Regions from separate parts of the Mus musculus genome. Here regions 1 and 3 are each linked to region 2. A link is a contact called in public HiChIP or PLAC-seq and promoter capture Hi-C data. All regions are on one chromosome and are shown on one strand. The core of a region is the stretch at or near the end of the contact, and the rest is flanking DNA. Distances in the headings are between cores, read along the strand shown. Region 1 has its middle 79 kb from the start of Zswim2. Region 2 holds the start of Ypel4 (yippee like 4). Region 3 has its middle 97 kb from the start of Zswim2.

Region 1 (3,034 bases), core at 384-2,883, 710 kb before region 2:
TCCTCTGAAGTTGCAGCATGTCTCATTGGAATCTGTTCCGTTTCAACCATGTTCTTATGTAGCTAAGACAGGAATCAGTCATTTGGATGCTGTCCAGAAAAAGCAACATGACACATGCTTTACTCTTGTCTTAGCTGCTGGGGGAGTGGCTACCTAATCACACAGACCTTGTCTGCCCTTCTGTGGGTTCCTTGGAGGCAGCAGCATGCTGCCCAGCTCTCTCCGTGCATCTCAAATATGTTGGGTCCTATTGCCAACTCTGGTTCCTGAGGCAGTGGTATAAACTAGAACCTCAGAGGGCCTCTCAGGAAGTCACAATGTGAAATCTAGTCTCACCCTCTTCCCCCAACTCTCTAGAGAGAAGTGAGAAGCTGAGAGCTCCCTCCTGGTCATGTAGGTCAGTCAGAAAGGACTGTGATGAGGGTCCAGAGTGCCTTGCTGTCTTTGATGCAGCCAGCTCATACTTGCTTGGAATATAGGAATCTCTTAACTGGTTTCCAGATTTCCCATTTATGCAACTGGAGATTTGACGTTACTATAAAAGAGCAGGTATGAGAAATTCTTACTATTCTTATCTTGCTGATGTCATCCTAATGCTTATTTTTTTAATGGAAATCTTATATACTCTACTATACTTTGGAATTGAAAGACACATGATTCTATATACATTTAACAAATATTAATCCCTTTATGGTTATGATTTTCTATCCAAATTCTTATATTTTTGACTCATTTAATGAGTACAATTAGAAGTCAGCAAGCCTCAGAAGCACTTAGTTATTTCCTAAGGTGCAGACCTGTGTCCAGAGCTCTGTATGTCACTTGGAATCAGTTCGGGTACAAGGAACTTCGGGAATTATTTATCCTATTTTTTTCCTATAATATTAGAAAATAAAAAAACTTCTTAAAAAGGAAGACACAACTTACCTCCCAACACAAACTCCATGTGATACTGGAGAGTTGTATATTGCTGCTGGAATTGTCCTAGCCTGGCTGGTGCATAACAGTGCTCCTAGAACGAAAATCAGCAGTCTTGTTTTGTATGTCTAGTTCAATGTTTGTAAATAACAAATTTTGAACTTATTGTCAACATTTCAAAGATTGAGTTGTTTTATACAGAGACAAACATTCTGGAGTTCTCTTAATAAGCTGAAAGTCTGTAGGACTAGATTGAAACTGTCTAAGGTAACGGCGGTTAGAAATTAAGTAGAAGGCTGGAGAGATGGTTCAGCAGTTAAGAGAGCTTCTTGCTCTTTCAGAGGAAGAGTCCCAGCACCAATAAAGCTGCTCAAAATTATCTATTCCTCCAGGGGAGCCAGTCCCCTCTTCTGACCTCCAGTGGCACCAGGCACACATGTGGTATACAGACATGCATACAGGAAAAATACCCTTACACGCACACGCATACGCACACTGGACCCTACTGTTTTAAAGTTTATAAAATTTTGCATTAGTCACTGTTCTTTTTACTTAATGGAGTTCAGACTTAGTTTTCCAATAATTATCATGAGAATATTGTTCTGGTGAGAGTAATTTACGGCCTGGTATGCTTTTCTTACTGCCTACTGCACTGTACCTTTAGAAGAGTGTCATTGTCTGGAAGGACTGATATTTGCAGAAACAATTGTCTCATGCCACAACACAGAAGATTAGCAGTGACAGCTTTCTAAAATATATGCTTCCTACCGAGGTGGCCTCCTCAACTCACTTCCTTTAATGATGTCTGGCGAGGATCTGATAAGCTTTATTGTACTTCTCTCAGGTCAAAGGGCACTGTCTTCCCCTTCACTCTAGCAGCCAGCAACAAAACCTGGCATGTGTTATCACCACCACACAGGAAGCTGTGGCTGACTGTGTTCAGCTGAGCACAAATACAGGAAAAGTGTCCACAGGTTAAGGGCTGGCAGAGCTGTGCTAGGAGAATATTCTGCTAATAATATTGCCCATGGAATTGAAGATAGGCAATCAGAGTTTAGCATCAAGTACCTAGAAGTTCATAGTGAGGTAATGTATGAATTCTCTATAATGATGTTCTGAGACAATAAAGAACAAATAATAGGGAAATTAAAAACAGCAACAATAGGACGTGCTAAGGTTCCTCCAAAAATACAGTAAAAATGTTCTTAATAATTAAAATTGCTCCCTTATGTTTTATATAATAAAGAACAGATATTTCAATAATAGAAAGGGGATTTCCATGTTGTGGTTATGCTTGTGTAATGAATTAAAAAATGGTGCTTGCTTTCCTCAGAGTAGTTCGTGCTGCCTTAAGGATATTCATCTTGTTCAACTTTGTTATTTGAGTCATAGTAGGTATATTCCAGAGTTACCTGTCAATATAGTTTTATGATTTGCTGAAGTATGAATGATGCTTTTCTAATCCTTTCTATTGGAAAGATTAAAAATGACTTGGCTGTCGTTTTCAAAATTGATGCTCACCTCCCTTATGGAGTTTTAACCGGAGCTCACCAATGGTGTTAGCCTGGCTGACTGGAAGTCCTAGGGATCCTCCAGTTGCTGTGTCCCCAGAGCTGAGCTTATAAATAAATACTACTATGCTCTGCATTTGTATGTGAGTTCCAGGACTTGAACTTGGGTCCTCATACTTGCAAGTCAAGCACTTTACCAAAGGCACTAATCTCCTTAGTCCTTAAAGACCACCTTCCTTTGGGGTATGTTACATCCTTACCTGGGCAAAATATAATCTCCACATGTCTAATTGTGTGTGTGTGTATGTGTGCATGTGTTGTTTTGTCAACTTGACATAAGTCAAAGACATCTGGAAAGAGAGAACGTCAATTGAGAAAATACCTCCATCTGATTGATCTGTACCAACCAGAAGTCTATGGGGCATTTTTTTTTTTTTGATTAATGATTGATATGGAGAGTCCAGGTCATTGTGGGTGGAGCCACTCTAGGCATGTAATCCTTGTTTGTATAGAAAGAATGGCTGAGCAATCCATGCAAGCAAACCAATTAGCATCATTTCTCCATGGCTTCTGCTTCGGTCCCTGCCTTCAGTTTCCTGCCTTGA
Region 2 (3,327 bases), core at 714-3,213:
CTCAGCAGTTAAGACCAAGGCTGCTCTTCCAGATGAGTTCAATTCCCAGCAACCACATGGTGGCTCACAACCATCTGTAATGGAATCTGACGCCCTCTTTGGTGTGTCTGAAGACAGTGACAGTGTACTCATATAAATTAAGTAAATAAAACTGTAAAAAAATTAGCAAGGGAAAATGTAATCCCTCTATAAGACAAACATTTGGCATCATGTCTCTTGAAATATCAAAACTGTAATAGAAAATCCCCTCTGAGCTTGAGTCATGCTCTGAGATGATGATGATGATGATGATGGTTCCCACCTGTATTGGTTCAGAGTTTCTGTTTATCCACTCCTTATCTTACCAGGACACACAGACTGGCCTGGAATTTGCAGTCCTGCCCATCTCATTGCCCCATGTAGAGAATGCTGTTTTGAAATAACACTAATCCTGGGGGTTGGAGAGATGGCTCAGCGGTTAAGAGCACTGACTGCTCTTCCAAAAGTCCTGAGTTCAATTCCCAGCAACCACATGGTGGCTCACAACCATCTGTAATGGGATCTGACACTCTTTTCTGGTGTGTCTGAAGACAGCTACAGTGTACTCGTATACATAAAGTAAACAAATCTTAAAAAAATAAAAATAACACTAACCCATAACAAAATTCAATTTAGAATGCTAATTTTAAAAGTTAAGTACAGGCCAGGCGTGGTGGTGCACGCCTTTAATCCCAGCACTCAGGAGGCAAAGGCAGGCAGATTTCTGAGTTCGAGGCCAGCCTGGTCTACAAAATGAGTTCCAGGACAGCCAGGGCTATACAGAGAAACCCTGTCTCGAACACCACCCCCCCCCAAAAAAAAGTTAAGTACAAAAGGAGGGAACAACCTAAAATTTCATTACTCTTTACTTAGTGCCTATCATATGTCAGGCACTTTGGAAATTTACAAGCTGTCTCACATAGTCACTTCTTCTGGAGGTAAATAGAATTAGCTTCACTGGTCAGAAGAGGAATTGTATAGTGCAGGAGGATTAGTCATTTGCCCAGGGTTCCTGGTGAATAATTGGCAAAGCTAAGATTTCAACACCGGTGTCTTGGATATCAAAGCCAGACACATAGCCCTTGTCTGAAGATGAAAGCAAACAACTATTTTGCAAATATCTTCAGCATGCTGGACTTTGCAATAGACACTGCAGTCTTGGGATGCAGAGTGAAGTTCCCCTGAGGATCTGAAAGTTCACAGCTCTGTTAAGAACCTCATGTCACATAGGTGTCTCCATTGGCAGCACAAACCGTTTGGAGGGAGTTGATAAGAGGTTCCTGGGTTTAAGATGTCATATTTGACCTATGGCTTCTTTGGGGCCATGAAATGGACATTAAAGCTTCCAAGTACTCAGTACTGAACACATTTGAGAGCCTGGTTTGTCAACCATGACAATTAATATATCCTTCTTTACCTTACCCTGCATCAGAGCTGATGTCAGAGTTGAAGTGGAAATGTATCATGTTGAGTGCGAGTGTACTTCCTGGCTCTCTCTAGATCCACCTCACTTCACCATCCTTGCTCCCTCCCTGCCACCCTCACTCCATCCCTGCCCTTCTTCGGGTTCCGTTTCCTTGGTCACACAGCCTTGCTCCTTAACAACCTATTTCTCCTTTTCCTTACCACCTACATCGACACCCCTATGCCAGCCATCTCTCTGCCCCCACTCCCTAACATCACCCCTCTAGCCTGGTCCCTTGATGCCTGCCCCCTCCCTCCCTCTCAACCCGCCTCCTGTGTCTCCCAGCCCTGCTCTGACGTGGGAGGTGAGGGGGGTGGGGGGTTGGATGACTCACAGTGTTATGATGCAGTTCCACAACACACAGCCACATTTACCCACAGACCGAGGTACAGAGCAAGAGGCAACCTCTGCCCCCCAGCAGCTGTCCAGCCTGCAGTCCCAGACCTCAGCCCCTCAACTACCCTCCCCCAATCCCATCCCCTTCCCAATTGAAGGAACCAACAGAGAAGAGAGAAGAGTGAACAGAGAGATTGAAAGAGATAGACGGAGATCTCTGGAGCAGACCTCAAGGTGAGGGGGGCAGCCCTTCTCCAAATCAATTTTTCCCCTTCGCAAATTACCTCTTCCTGCTGTGTGTTGCTTTCTCTCCTTTGCAAAAGCATTATTCATCCACCCTTTGTCCTCCCTTCCCCCTCCCTGCTGCCTCCGCTCCCTCCTCTCTCTCAGCTCCTCCATCCTTCCCCAAGCTCTGACGATTCTCTCGCACTTATTTCCCGGCAACTTTGGCTGCGGCATCAGACATCACTGTTTATTGTTTTTGCTACCGGTGCAGACCCCCAGAGTCAGCCCTGGGAGCTGGCTGCTCTGCTAATTATTCGGACCATACCATACTGAAAATGCCTGGTCCAGGGGGAGGCGAAAACTCAAAGCAATTGAATACATCCGTTGTGAGCACAAGTCCCCCTCCCCTTTTTATTCCCTGAGAGGCACTGGATTCGCACCTGGTTCCACCTGTCTCTGCCTTGTCACTTAGGCTCTCAGTTGCCAGTCTTCCCAGGCACAAGCCCTTCTGCTCCCCCCACCTCCCACAGTCCAGCCTCATCTCAGCTTCAGGGACTCGTCCTCTTCCCAGCACTCACCTTTGTTTTGTTTTCTGACCTCAGTAATTTCCCCGATTTGCTTCACCCCATGACGAGAGAGGGCAGAAATGGGAGAAGTGACCCCAACTCTCCTTTTTATGATTTTTTAATTTAATTTTATTTTTTTGTCCTTTGCAGCTTCTCCTCTGCTGGACAGAGAAGCAGAAAGGGACAGGGAGGGAGGCGTGACAGTGACAGAAGGACAGGGCTAGGGAAGAAGATAGCGGGAGGGGGCAAACCTGGCATCTCCTGGTCCCTTGAAGTAGGTGTTTCAAGGTGGCACCTTGAGGTGAACTACAGGCAAACTTGAAGGAAGATCATGGAAGTGATGCTGAACTGTAGCAAGAAGGGCCAGAATACAATGTCACCCTGAACTAAGCCCAAGGTGTCTTCCTGGGACTCAAGACAACAGTAGAGGACCAAAAACTGAAGATGGTCTCACCCAGGGGGATTTGTGGAGACTGCATGACAGCCCTTCGAGACAGTAGAAGAATCGGGTGCTCATGGCCACCATGGAGGACAGGAGAACAGACTGTTTATGTGGGTAACTGAAGCTGTGCTGCCTCCTCTGCTTGGTGGTCTAGCATCACGAGAGCACTTAGCGGGCATCTCTGAAGGAGACACAGGCCACCCCACCTACAGCTGCAGGATGCTCCACTAGAGAGGCAGAGGCACATCACCTGCTTATCGGAGTTAACAGAAGAC
Region 3 (3,208 bases), core at 594-3,093, 700 kb before region 2:
ACTGAGTAGGGGGAGGTTTAAGCAGATGTCCTGAGCTTCTATAGAGAACACTGAAACTCTTGGAAAGGCAAATTAAGGCTCTGTGCAATGCTGGTTAGCAGAGAACAACACATCTGAGTTACATTTTAATCTAAAATTTAAAACCAGGTGGTTTCAACTGGATTCCTTCAGTTGTTTTTTGAGAACCCAAAGGAGACTGTTTATGTTGAGAATTTTGATTGTTGGCTTACGGACCAATCTTGACAATTGCCAGGCTGACCTACAGCTCATGTAGCCAGGTTGGGCTTGAACTTGTGACCTTCCTGCTTCTATCTCACAACAACTGGCATTATAGGTATGAGTACCGTCACACTTCACTTTGTTCCATCTTCCAGTTTTATTAAATACAGGTGTCTGTGGAAGCAACAATTTCTCTGTTCCTACAAGTGATATATTTTAGTATATCTCATTTGCTGCTTCAGATCACATATAAAACCAAACACCATATATACAAAACCATTTTTTATACATGTATACCCATGACAACTTTTAACTAATTAAGGCATTGTAAGAGATTGACAATAATAACTAATAACAAAGCAATTATAACGATGTACTGTAATAAAGTCTCTGAGAATGTAGTTTTCCTCAAGATCATTTGAAACATCTTATTATACTTCCACCTTTTCATTTAAATTAAACACTTGATAGTTTCTTTTGGTATATCTGAATTGTCAACACCCTAACTCCTGGGTTTAGGGTTTCTGGTAAGTTAAATGTCATATTTGAACACAAGCTCTCCCATAAAATGAAAGTTGATCTTACAACCGAGTCAGTCACTAAGTGACTAGCAGATACCACTGTATTCAGTAAAAGTGTGACTTGTAAGCCAGTGGTTCTAGTTTACAATCTCCTAAAGACTTCTGATTTTTTTGTCAAGTAATTTAGTCCTATGTATGAAGAAATGGAGACATTTAAATATGTGCCTATTGAACAACAACAACAAATACAAATTTAATACAGTCACCAAATCCTGGTGAATTTCCTTTTTAGTGAGTTTTTTGAAGAAGTGTAACTTATTTTGTATCTGCTTCATTATACTTAGGATTTATAGTCTAGGTTTGGGATTCAGGAGCTCTCTTGAAGCCGGTAGGCACTATTTACATTTCACTTACTGATCACAAGAGGGAGTGAGAGGTCTGTGAAAGATTACACTGTTTCCAACTTTTCCCAAGTTGTGCATCCAGAGGCCAGTGAGTTCTACGGGTCAGCTGGTGTTTCTCCTTCCCCTCAGTAGAAGCCCTTTTTATCTGACCCCAAGTTCAAACCGACCTTACCACATACCCACGTACTTTCATAATAAAAGCTAAGTGCATGAAAAATATTAGACTCTTTATATTTTGTCATTCTGCAAACACACACACACACACACACAGACACACACACACACAGAGACACACACACACACAGATACACACACACAGACACACACACACACAGACACACACAGACACACACACACACACAGACACACACACACAGACACACACACACAGACACACACACACAGACACACACACACAGACACACACACTCACTCACAAACACACACACACACAGACACACACACACACACCACATACACACACACACATCACACACACACACTCACTCACACACAGACACACACACCACACACACACACACACACAGACACACACAGACAGACAGACAGACAGACAGACAGACAGACACACACACACACACACACACACACACACACACACACACACACACACACACACACCACTGCTGGTCTGATGAGCCTGGGTTAGTGATACTGCTCTCAGCAGTTCATTTATTGCAGCATCAGTGGGTGTGACAGAGCTATCCAGCAGAAGGCTGAGATGCTGAAAAATCAGAACATCTGGAGTAAAGAGAACATTTGACATTCCTCTTCTAAGGTGTCTGTAACCTGGGAGAACTTGCTGTTTCTCCTTCTGATAGCATGTTTCCTTTAAAGAGAAGACACTGGAACATAGTAACGCTGTGTTCTGTGATGCTCCACAGTTCATTAGATAGTTGGGGAATAAAAGCTTAAAATATCTCTGATACAAAGAGCAACATTACTGACCATTGTGAAGTTTCTTAAGAGAGAAACACATATGCAATCTCTTCAAAATGTATGCCTTCACAAGACAGCATCTGAATGCTTGTAGTGTATTCTTTGATAGACTTGAGTATAATTTCTCCTAAGACTGTAAGATTGTTTCTTCCAGCTTAGGGAGTCAAAGGTGGGCTAACCTTCAAGAATAACTTTCAGTTATTTAATAAAAGAAGCCCCCAAATTTAAAATAAAATGAGTTATGTATATATTTTGCTTTATGCATGAAGGCAGATGTAATGAGAAAGTGACATTGAATATGGTTTTTAAATTCTTAAATTTTTTATAGTAACTTTTATCTTTTTGAAATTATAATAGTATCATTTCCTCCTTCTCTTTTCTCTGTCCAACCCTCCCATTTAGCCCCTTGATCTCTCTAAAGCAACACAGCTTCAAAATTTTAAAGGTCTGTGCATGCACCCATACCCCTCCCCTCTCTCTGTGTGTCTCTCTCTCTGTCTCTGTGTCTGTCTGTCTGTCTGTCTGTCTGTCTGTCTGTCTCTGTGTTGGTCAGAAAGTCTGGAATCAGTCCTCTCCTTTCACCATTAAGTGAAAAGCAAATGCAGGCTGTCAGGGTTGTACAGCAAGCATCTTTATCAGCTGAGCCATCCAGCCATCACACACAACATGTTTGTAAGCCTTAACATGCACACATACACTATGAAATTTTTTCTTGATCAGAAATTCTCACAAGAATGAAATGTGCATAACAAGAGTTACTAACATGTATCTTAATGTATAAAAGCTAAATATACAGACCCTAAATAACATTTAAAATCTCTTTATACTATCTGGACAAAGTATTCAGTTACAATGTGGGCCTGGCTCACAGGTCATTTCTAGTTTAATTCATCTGATGGTTTTACTGCCTGCCTGAAACATTTGTTGTTTTTAATGCCACAGCTATGACACACGTCAGCTTGCTCCATGAAAACTTCTGGGAATCCTGAAGAAATACTAGTACTTCCCCACCCCACCCAGCACTCCGAAAGTTTCCCACAGTTTTTTCCCTTCATGCTGTTTACACTTATCAGTGTTTCAATGCTTTGGGTTGTCAGAAACTTT

What was found. Promoter capture Hi-C pulls out the DNA fragments that hold promoters and counts their contacts. HiChIP or PLAC-seq counts read pairs in DNA pulled down with a chosen protein or histone mark.
Region 1: a contact with region 2 is called in a promoter capture Hi-C map of the HPC-7 cell line, with 2.9 times the contacts expected there. The contact joins the enhancer-like site here to the promoter of Ypel4 in region 2. A contact is called at or near these places in 4 of 39 promoter capture datasets (the 3T3-L1 cell line, the HPC-7 cell line, hippocampal neurons and 1 more) and 1 of 9 other capture datasets (macrophages).
Region 3: an H3K4me3 HiChIP or PLAC-seq map of bone marrow-derived macrophages shows a contact between it and region 2, with 5 times the contacts expected there. The contact joins the enhancer-like site here to the promoter of Ypel4 in region 2. A contact is called at or near these places in 4 of 39 promoter capture datasets (the 3T3-L1 cell line, cranial neural crest, hematopoietic stem and progenitor cells and 1 more), 1 of 115 datasets of contacts at active chromatin or transcription factors (bone marrow-derived macrophages) and 1 of 9 other capture datasets (liver).

Annotation. Positions count from the first base shown.
Region 1 is chr2:84,018,383-84,021,416 of GRCm38.p6, forward strand. No RefSeq gene overlaps it. Among named protein-coding and RNA genes, the nearest start is that of Zswim2, 79 kb to the left of the region's middle. Within about 2 kb of position 1,634, at least 61 of the 459 cell types and tissues checked have an H3K27ac peak or open chromatin away from gene starts, as enhancers often do. A contact at or near this core is called in the HPC-7 cell line, where this site is marked.
Region 2 is chr2:84,732,241-84,735,567 of GRCm38.p6, forward strand. It overlaps Ypel4 (yippee like 4), which reads left to right and starts at 1,964. Exons shown (of 5, transcript NM_001005342.2): 1 at 1,964-2,053.
Region 3 is chr2:84,036,313-84,039,520 of GRCm38.p6, forward strand. No RefSeq gene overlaps it. Among named protein-coding and RNA genes, the nearest start is that of Zswim2, 97 kb to the left of the region's middle. Within about 2 kb of position 1,844, at least 4 of the 459 cell types and tissues checked have an H3K27ac peak or open chromatin away from gene starts, as enhancers often do. A contact at or near this core is called in bone marrow-derived macrophages, where this site is marked.